Linked DNA regions of Rattus norvegicus: region 2 is linked to region 1. A link is a contact called in public Hi-C data. All regions are on one chromosome and are shown on one strand. The core of a region is the stretch at or near the end of the contact, and the rest is flanking DNA. Distances in the headings are between cores, read along the strand shown. Region 1 has its middle 40 kb from the start of Hrh1. Region 2 holds the start of Hrh1 (histamine receptor H 1).

Region 1 (4,961 bases), core at 813-3,312:
AGAGGTTCAAGAGAAGGAGGAATTTGACTGCTAAGGGGCATAGTAAAGAAGTCCTCTATTTTAATTGGCAGATCTGCATTACGTAAGCTTCTACCCACTGAGCATGTCCCTTCCCACTATGCATCCGATTTTAATCATACAGATAATTATGCAAAGGTATAAGGGCAAATAGAATGTTCTCCCTAAAAGTTCACCTATAAGACACAGTTTATCCCCAAATTTGTTCATGACAGATTGACCATCCTACATACTGGTCTATACTGGTAATGTGTTTGACTAGAAATGGAAGAGAAACTGATTCCATTGTTTAGAGAGGGCTGTGTGTGTAGCTCAGTGCTGGAAGGAGGCCTAGGTTACCAGGTACATTGTTAAAAAGAGAGGTGTGTGTACAGTATATACACGAAGGTCTAGGTTTCCATGTGCACTATAAGAAGGATGTGTGTAGCCCAACTGAGCGGAGTCCCAGGTTGCTGAGCTATTCCCTATGCTTGCCTTTCTTAATAGACTAAGAATGGGGCCTTGATAGTCACACCTGGGTCTGGATCTCATCCTGGAGTCCTAGGTAAGACTATTTTCTGTTTCAGTGATAAAATATTATGACCAAGGCAACTTATAGAAAATCTTACTTGTTCTTACAGCTCCAGAGAGGGGATCCATAATGGCAGAGGGGAGGCATGACAGCATGTGACTGGAGCAAAAAAACCTAAGAGATCACATCTCAACTGCAAGCAAGTAGCAGAGAGTTGGGTGAGGCTATGAGCTCCCAAAGGTCACCCCAATGATGTATTTCCCTCAGCAAGGCTGTACCTTCCAGGGTTCTATAACAGCCCCCAAAACAGCAGTACCATGTGTGGGCCAAGTATTCAAATACAGGAGCCTATGGGTGACATTTCTCACTTAAATCACCACAAAGAGCAACAGCATTTGACCTTCCAGGCTCTCGGGTGGCTTCGAGAAAGAGGACTTCAAATTTGGGGGTCTCAAGAGTAGGTTGATGTTCTGGGTGGGCTGGGGTAGGAACCCCTGTTCCTAGAGATATATAGTGTGGTCATGTGTTTGTTAAAGTTTCTCTTTGAGCCTCTGTTTCTTCTTCTTCACATAAGGAGGGTCATTCCTGTTGGGAGGGTTGGGAGGGTTGGGAGGGTTGGGAAGATCTCATGAGCCAAGCACGGGGGAATGGTAACCATCCCTTTCCCCTACTGCTTAACAGTGTCTGAGACGTTTTCAGACTATGCAACCCCATGGACCTGGTGAGTTAGTTATTGAAGCCCCTGGGCAGGACAGGTAGCTTCAAGGAGGTTAAGCTGCATCTAGGGGGTCTCTGGTTGGCAGAGGCTGTTCGCAAGTGTCATCTGTTTCAGTTATAAGAAAGAGTCCCAAGTGTCAGAGCGTTAAATGGCACAGTGGGTGCAAAGTGTTCAACAGAGTTCAGTCAAGTGCACTGGCTCAAGGAATGGGTTCTGGACTCAAGTGGGGTTTGGATCGTCTCTAGTATTTCCTAGGTGTTGCTAAGTTAGGAAATTGCTTAAGCTGCAGTCCTCAATTTCTCAACGTGTCAAGGGAGGGCTTAACCATACCAGAGGATGTTTCCATAACACAAATACGACAGGAAAAATCACAATGACTGGCAGATGACCAGACCTATGTGGTAGGATATGGCATTCTCTGGGGAATGGGACTCCATGTTCTTTAACTTCCCTGTCTGCCTGTCACTGCAATGGAATTGGACCTTAATCAGTTAGAGAAACATAATTGGATTTTAGTTAGACCACAGCAGGCTCTTTTTCTTTTTTAATCTTGAAAAGTGTTCTCTTTCTAGAAGGGGACATAGTAATTGAAAAGAATGTGGATTCAGACCAACCATGGAATTCTGAGTCATGCACAAGTCATGTGACCATGGACAAGTCACTTCCTCTCTGTGGAGTGTCTTCCTTCTTTACAGAATGTGGATAATTATGGCAGCACCGCAGGCTCCTGTGAGTATGATAGGACTCTGTAGGCTAAAGCCGCAGCCAAATCTCTTTGGCCCAGGACCAGCTCTTGAAGTCTGCAGCTTCCTGGCTTGGAAGCGTCCACAGAAGCAAGGCTTTGGCTCAGGGGTGCCTGGAGACTCTTGGCCAGAGAGAACCAGTGTTTGCTGCTTGTTCTATTGCTCTCCCTCAGCCCAGATTCCAGGCTCTTCTGCTCTTGTCTGGTGGTGACAACCTAGCCTGTTCAAGGATATAGCCTTTGGTGCCTCAGGCTGGGCAACTTTGAAACCCATACTCTTCTGTGAGCAACATCATCTCTCTGACCCTCAGGCTCCCATTTGGGAACCACGTTAAAAGTGGTCCCTTCCTCAAAGGGCACTTGGCTTGTGCATGGTGATCAGAGCTGGAACAAGATGACCACTGGTCATCCATTCCACAAATGTCTGCTGAGCACCTACTACGTGCTCTGTGCGTAGTATAAAATAGACAGACTCATCTCAGCCTTGGGGGTCTCTAGTCTAGTTGGGAGAGCAATATGAATAATGACATCCAAAGTGGTAAGTGCTGTCTTAGTCTGTTTGGGAGGAGCTGGGACAAAAAGTGCCCAGCACGGTGGCACACACATTTAATTCCTCTGCAGGAAGCAGAGGCAGGAGGATCTCTGGAAGACCAACTACTCAAGGGCAGCCTGGCCTACATAGCCGGTTCCAGGTCACCGAAGGCTATAGGCTATACAATGAGATCCTCTTTCAAAACAAATCATATCACACACACACACACACACACACACACACACACACACACACACACACGCACAGCACCACTGCCACCACCCAATAGGCCGCATTCAATGCTTTATGGCTAATTTTGGTTGCTATCTTAACAGACTTTAGAGTCCCTACAGAGACAAACCTCTCGGCCTGTCTACGAAGGGTTGTCCAGATTAGGTTAATTGAGTGAGGCAGCACCACTCCATGCCCCAGTGCACAACAGGTTCAGGCTGGAGCACCTCATCTAGTGGCTACTGAATTTTCAGGAGATAAGACCTTAGTGGCAGAAGCAGATCACTGGGGTGGGCCTTTGAAGACAGCCCCTGGAGTCTGACTTGGCTCTACTTCCTCACTTGCCATGACCTGGGCAGCCTCTGCTGCACATGCCCAGTGCCATGACCTGAGCTGCAGCTCTACACGTCCCTCACCCTCATGGACTGAAGAGCTCTCAAACCATGACCAAAATAAATGTCCCCTGTCTTGATGTGTTTCTGCCACATGCTTTTGTCACAGCAATCTGATAGGAATGAAGACAATCTTGCCATCACGTTATTGGGCAGTCAAGTTCTGCCCCCATGCAGACATTGATTAAGTAGCTAGTATAGAAAAGCAGACTCCAGTGTGGTTAGGCGCAAGACAGAACATTCTGGTCCTAGTCTATGACTGCTACAGGCCACCCCAAGTCATCCTTAGCTGATGGCGGGACACAGTCTATTAGGGACGTGGAGAAGTGCCTCCCTGGGGCTGACTGGTTCCTTACACTGTGTTCGTGCCAGGAGAGAGGGCCTCTAAAATGCTGTAGCCAAGCTACATGCACTGAATTGCACTCATCTCAAGAGCTTACTTCCCGCATCCATTAAGCTGCCTAACAAGCTACGGATTTCACCTCTGGAAACTCGTTTATTTTTAACAGTCATTATGCTAATGAGCAAAGGCTCTGCTGTTGCTCTTCCATGAAGAGAAACGGACCCCTCATTGTGGCGACTTCTGAAAGGGTGGGGGAGGGGCACCACGGAGAGAATGCTGACAGGCATTTGGGGACCAGGAGCTCCAAGTAGCTGCCTGCTCCCAGTATATCACACTATTTTTTTTCTCAAGGTCCTGGCAAGTTTACCTCTGACTTCATACTTGATGCCTTCTGTCCATCAACTTTGCTTCTATGTGAGGAGCACCCTACAGCCATGATAAAGCCTCTTACTCTGGTCAAGGAGCCAGTCCAAGGCTTCCCTGAACTCCCTGTCACAGGGGTCACTTTTTCCAATAGTAGTATCTACCTCTGATCCCCACACACTACTAAACTATGCCTGATTGCACAATCAGTCTTTGCCTATTGCTTTCAACAAGCTATCCATTTGTCCACTACTGGTTTTATTTTCCTGTTTTACGTATATGAAACACTCCATTAGTGTTCATTTTCTGTCTACCTGCCAGACCTCAAGTTTCAGCCTTCAGAGCTCGGCACTTGGTAAATACTATCCTCAAGGGACACAGATAGCAACATCTGTGGATGCTCTGGTCCCTTACATAGAATACAGTAGAATTTGCATGAAGGCTATACAGACCTGCCACATACATTATGTCATCTCTAGATTGTAATACTGACAGAACGTAGATGCTACCCAAATCTTTATCCTGCTCTGTGTAGAGAACACAACCTCCCCAAGCCCTAACATGTTCCTGAATCTGTGCGTGTGGCTCTGCAGATGTAAGGGGCTAACTATACCGAACCCTAACTTGGGGAACTGGCACAGCCATATGCACTGGAAACGTAGAGTCATGAAGCCAGCACAGCAGCCTGACACAGTCCCAGCAAAGCTGAGCGGATTGCCGCAACCTCTGTCCTTCATCTCCAGCTTTAGGGTTTTGGTTCCTGTGTGCTGCATTCTTGGGGATTTTCTGCATGATGATTCATTTTATGTCTTCTCCAGAGAAAACCGTATCTGAGTCTTTTTAGGAAAATCCTAAAATTAACTTTGGCTACAATTTGGAAGTCTTTCTGATGCCCTGGAGATGATTAAGCACAGATGAGCCCATGGCTAGATGAGGCCATTACTCCAGGAATCTTCTTGGGGTGTCTGCCCCTGAGCAAACTCAAGCAGTATAAATGGTGCAGGATGATCTTAGATAACTAATACTCTGACTGGTCAGGAGAATAGGTTATAGATTCAAAGTCTCTTTTTATTATAGGTTTTAGAGCTCTCTAAAAATATGGTTTAAAGAT
Region 2 (4,961 bases), core at 1,374-3,873, 40 kb before region 1:
GAACCCAAGCAATGACCACACAGTTCAAATCCAGGAGACAGGAAACAACTTCTGCCTCCAACCCAAGACTCCACACATGCATTCTAACCTGACCACTTCCTTTTTGAAAACGTGTTTGAAGACTGCCCCAGATCCATACCACACAAGAGCACAAAGCTGAACCTGCCAGGGGAAGGAGACAGGTCTGGGTAGCGGTGACAATGGCAGCAATGTCTGGAGCTCCCTGGGACCTGGCACAAGTCTGGCTGGCTGAGTCGTCTGCTACCTGTTAAAATTAGAAACTGCAAGAAGACGTTTGCCATATAGAGCATCTAGCTAGATCTGCCCCAGTTTACAGCCGAGAAAGCCAGGAGGCTTGGGGCTGGAGATGTAGCTCCATGGTCAAGTGTTTGTCCAGCACGAACAAAGCTCCCAACTGGGTTCCCAGCATCACAAAACGAAACCAAAGCAGCAAGAGCTCACAGGCTTGCCTAGCTGGGTCTGCCAGTGTCACAGGGATAACTGCTGCCCTAACAATGGGACTTCGGTGTACTACAGGATACCTTTGCAGTGCCGTATCAACGTGAACACAGTGAATTCTCTCGCCAACCCCCAGGACGAAGGAACCATGAACATCTCCAATCAAAACATGGGGACACAGAAATAAGTGTAGAAACTTGTTATGGCACATAAGAAACAGCATGGTGAGTGGACCCAGAAATGAACCCTCAACCTCTCTGCCATGCCTTGGTACTGAGGAAAAACTATTGTGCTTCTGCCAGGTGCTCCTTGACTGTAGAGAGGAGTGTGGGCAGGAGAGAAGTTCACATGGGAATGCCTCCCCACAATCCTCAGCTCACGGCTGGGGCCTGGAACTGCCCAGTGCTGGGGGAGGGGGTGCTAGGACACTGGCAGGCAGCACGGTTCTGAAATTGTAGATGGGTAATACCCAGCTACCTCCTAGTTTTGCAGATCTTTTGACGTATTTCAAAACAGCATCAGTCAAACCCTGCCCTCCCCTGGAGCAATGTTTTGGGGACAGATAGGTGGCCCTGGATGGAAGGTCCAGCAAGCCCAGAGACACAGCAGGGTACCAACATGGGTGGAGCAGGGATTCCTGCAGAGAAGACACTCACTAGCAGCCACCCACCCAAAGAGACCTATTAGAGGCAGAAGCAGGGGTGCTGTGGACCCTGTTGCCTAGCACCCCTCTATTGTTTATCTCCACCGCTGTCAGCCACAGCACAGAAGGACCCGAGGTTCCATCTGCCACTTGAGCTTCACTGGTAGTCTAAGATACAGGCAAGATTGGTACTCAATCCACTCCACCATGGACCAGCTGGCCAACTCTAAGCAATCTATTTAACCTCTGTGAGTGCCCACCTATTGCTCAATAGTGGTGCCTTGCGTGGCTGCTGTATAAACTATGTCCATCCAAAACCATCTCGGGTGGGCTCTTTCTCTGTCTTCAAGGGCTGCTGGTGGCCTCCAGGCATCCAAGAGGGCAGCATTCAAACTCGACCTGTCATAGCTCTGCCTACTCTCTCCTTCATGTTCCAGTAACATACTTCACCCGGGTTCATGGTCCCGCCCTCCCTCTCCCCCCACCCCCCAATAAGGAATCCATTCTCCAAGCGCTCAGCCCGGGGATCTTCTGGAGGGATACTTCCAGTTCCCTCAGCTCCATTCCGTCCGGAGGTGGGAGCCCCCTGTTGGAGGACAGCTTCCCTGACTGGAGCAACCCTGTATCTCCATCTCCCAAGCTAGCGAGCACCTCAAAGGTGGCTTCGGTAAAGAACAGTTGTGCTCTGGTTCAAGATTCTAACTTTCAGAGCAACCCAGCGTAAATTCCAGAATTTTGGTATCCCCTAGCGCTCTCCCGGAAAAGGTAGCCTTCAAGGATCTCCATCATCAGAACACACCCTGGCTACAGCCTTTTGGTTCAGGGGGAAAAATGTTACAGCCAGCTAGGAAAAGAGGGAGCACTGGTTCAGACGCTTCTCATACCCAGAGACCTGGTTTGGGTTCCACCTAGCTAAGAAGCTTGGAGTCATCCAATTCAGGTTCAAGGCTCTTCTCTAAGGGACAACTTTCCCTTCCCAAGCCTCAGTTTCCTCCTCTGAAAAGTGGGTATACTAGTAATACCTGGGTCCTGGAGGTTCAGAAGGATTTGAAAGATAGTGGATGTCGGATGTCCGGAGCTTGGCAAGGAGATAGGACCTCCACCCAGGGTCTCTGTCCACGGTTAGCATCAAAGCCAAAAACCCCGAGGAAGCTCCGGGAGCCGCTGAGGTGGCCCCCTGACCCAGAAGTCAGGAGGCCGACTCTAACGGGTGCGCCCGGCCCCAGCTCCCGGAAGCCACAGGTGTTTGCGCGTCCAGGCACAGCACCCACAGCTCCGCTACCCTGCCCAGGCCGCCGGCTTTGCCAGAGCATCCTGCGCGCCCACCTCGTGCGGCCACCTGCGGAGTGTCCCTACAGCCCTGCGGGGGCGAGGACCTCAGAGCTGGGCCTGAGCGCATCCTCGCCAGCCGCCCGCCACCGGGTTCCCGCCCCCTGCCCGCGCTGCGCTCCGACTCACCCGAGCCAGCTCCGGGGAAAGTTTGGTGGCGGCGGCCAGTCTGCTCGATGCGGTGGCGGCGGCCGCGGGGGTGGCCGGAGCACGCGAAGGCGGGCACGGGGGAGGAGCCGCTGAGGGGCCCGCCTACCAGCATCCCCAGGGCACCTTCCCCCGCCCAGCTTCCACCGCCGCGCCCCGCATCCGTGGCGGAGCCCTGAGCTTGGCAAGAGGCCAAGGACGGGTAGGAAGCCAGACGACAGCCCTCCGCCACTGCCACTGCATTCTCACCCGAAGGCACGCAGAGCCTCAGATAAGGAGGAACCGACAGAGGACTTCGCAAATTCAACCACAGGTGGACAGAAAAAATAAGTGACACTGATTGACCTGATCACCAAGACTCCGGAGGTTTAGAACCGCATAGCCACATTCTCTAGACCCTGAAGAATGAATGCGCTCTCGCCTTCCGCCCTCCTCGCCTCCTTCTCTCCTGTCCTCATCTAGCAAGGCTGAGCTGGAACTCAGGGTCTTGCACTAAGCTCTCCTAGTTCAACTTTCACCGTACCATTTCACTTCGGAACCTGTGCTGTCTAAGAGGGGAAGGCGTGTGTGTGTGTGTGTGTGTGTGTGTGTGTGTGTGTGTGTGTGTGTGTGTTGGAGAAACTTAAGGAACTGTTTTCGTTTTCTGAGCTAGGAGAGGGCGTTTCTCCTTTCATCTTTGCTACCCGGAAAACCCTTTTAACGTTCAATTGTGGCTTCAGATGGCAGGCAACACTCAGGGAAGGGAAGGCCACTGAGGGAGGGGGGTGTCCCTTCCTTGCTATGACACCCTGCACCACCCCCTAGAAGGAGCTCATCCTCCTGCAGTGGTGTGGAGTCTTGGGAATGCAGGCCCCCACCCCATGGGGCTCATTTCAACAGACTCGTATGAATGCTTTAGTCCTCTTTCAGTCCTCAGGGCCCTTATTTAAAACTCAAACGACATGAGTAAAAAGGAGCAATCATCATTCCTATTTACAGATGAGAGAAGTGAGGCCTGTTAACGTCTACAGTGTCACAGAGAGAACTGAACTTCTATCCTATCTAGCCCAAGTCCAAGGGCCAAAGTTTTCAACTTGGTGGAGCTGAGGACAAGTTCATGATGTCATTTACATAAAGGGCTTACTTGGTAAGAGACCCCACTGTAGCCCTTGACCTTGAGCCTGTCTGTGCCAGTCTGCAAGGTAGGACTCCAGGGTCATTTGAAATGCCATTAGGAACCCAGGCAACAGGTGGCTGAATTCAGGATAGCTGGCCGCCCTGGGTACCAACCTGGCCTGACCCTGACCCTTTCTGACCTGTACCTCAGGAGACCCAGGAGCTCAGGAATCTACAGCATGCTTTACTTCCAGTTGCTACTCTAAGGCTTCCATATTTACACTTTGTGGGACTAATGCACCATCTGGAACTGTGTGAGCGACTAGGATCACACCTGTTATAAACTGTAAGGCAAGATATTTCCTCCTCACAGCTGTGGAGCACACAGGAGTTGAGGCGTGTGGCAGAGAGCCTCGGAAATGGTGGGCTCCCTTTCATCTCTCTGCTTCCTGAAAGTCAGCAAAAGCCTGATAACTTGGAATTCTGCTCGAGAAGGTTTCACTTCCTTAGGCCTACTTAGGTCTGGTTCTACCCATGGGACTTTTAGAAAAATCAGCATTTTGGAAACAATGTGTCAGAAATCATTTGAAGCCTCTGTTGTTTATTTTGGGGGGGGGTGTTATTTGTTTCATTTAGTTTTGTTTTGTTGTAATTTCTGCGGTGACATTTGTGACTGACAGAGCATAGTGTAACCTGGGCCATGTCTATCTAAAGTCAGCCAACTACCAAGAGGTAGGTAGGTAGCAAGCGGAAAAACAAGGCTAGTTCTCCAGTTCTTCCATCCTGTGGAGGCGCTTTCCTGAGAGGAGTTAATGTGCCTGCTTCTCAGAGAAGCTCCAGGAGGAGGCTCTGTCTTCATCTGGTTTGCAAATGAGAAAGCTGAGTGTGACGTAATCAGGCACTTAGGAGGTAGAGTCAGGGAGGGTTTTGAGTTTAAGGCAACCTAGATCACCCAGTGAGATGTTGTTGTTGTTTTTAGAGCAGTCAGCTATTAAGTCATTCCAAGACCCGAGAGGAAGTCCTAAACCAGCTCTAGAAGCTGGGAGACAGTTCTGGCCTCTACACTTTGTGGAAGAGTGAGAGAAGGGAACTGTGAACTCAGAGCAGGGGTTAGAGGCAAGGAGAGAGAGCCCCTTAAAGCATCCCTGCTGGGTCACTGGCCACCTCTGTCTTTGCTTTGTATCTTAGAGCCTCAGTCTCCTTAAGTGAAGGTAAAATGAACACAGTGCCCCGGTCATATCTAGAATTTGAGTCACCATTACTTTTTGGTGCAAGCAACAGAAACCAG

The links. A called contact is a pair of places that touch in the nucleus more often than the background predicts.
Region 2: a contact with region 1 is called in a Hi-C map of frontal cortex, with 2.5 times the contacts expected there. The contact joins the promoter of Hrh1 here to the enhancer-like site in region 1. A contact is called at or near these places in 1 of 12 Hi-C or Micro-C datasets (frontal cortex) and 1 of 1 datasets of contacts at active chromatin or transcription factors (oligodendrocytes).

What each region holds. Positions count from the first base shown.
Region 1 is chr4:149,077,767-149,082,727 of GRCr8, reverse strand. No RefSeq gene overlaps it. Among named protein-coding and RNA genes, the nearest start is that of Hrh1, 40 kb to the left of the region's middle. Within about 2 kb of position 2,062, at least 7 of the 93 cell types and tissues checked have an H3K27ac peak or open chromatin away from gene starts, as enhancers often do.
Region 2 is chr4:149,118,173-149,123,133 of GRCr8, reverse strand. Hrh1 (histamine receptor H 1) reads right to left here and starts at 2,623. Exons shown (of 2, transcript NM_017018.2): 1 at 2,561-2,623.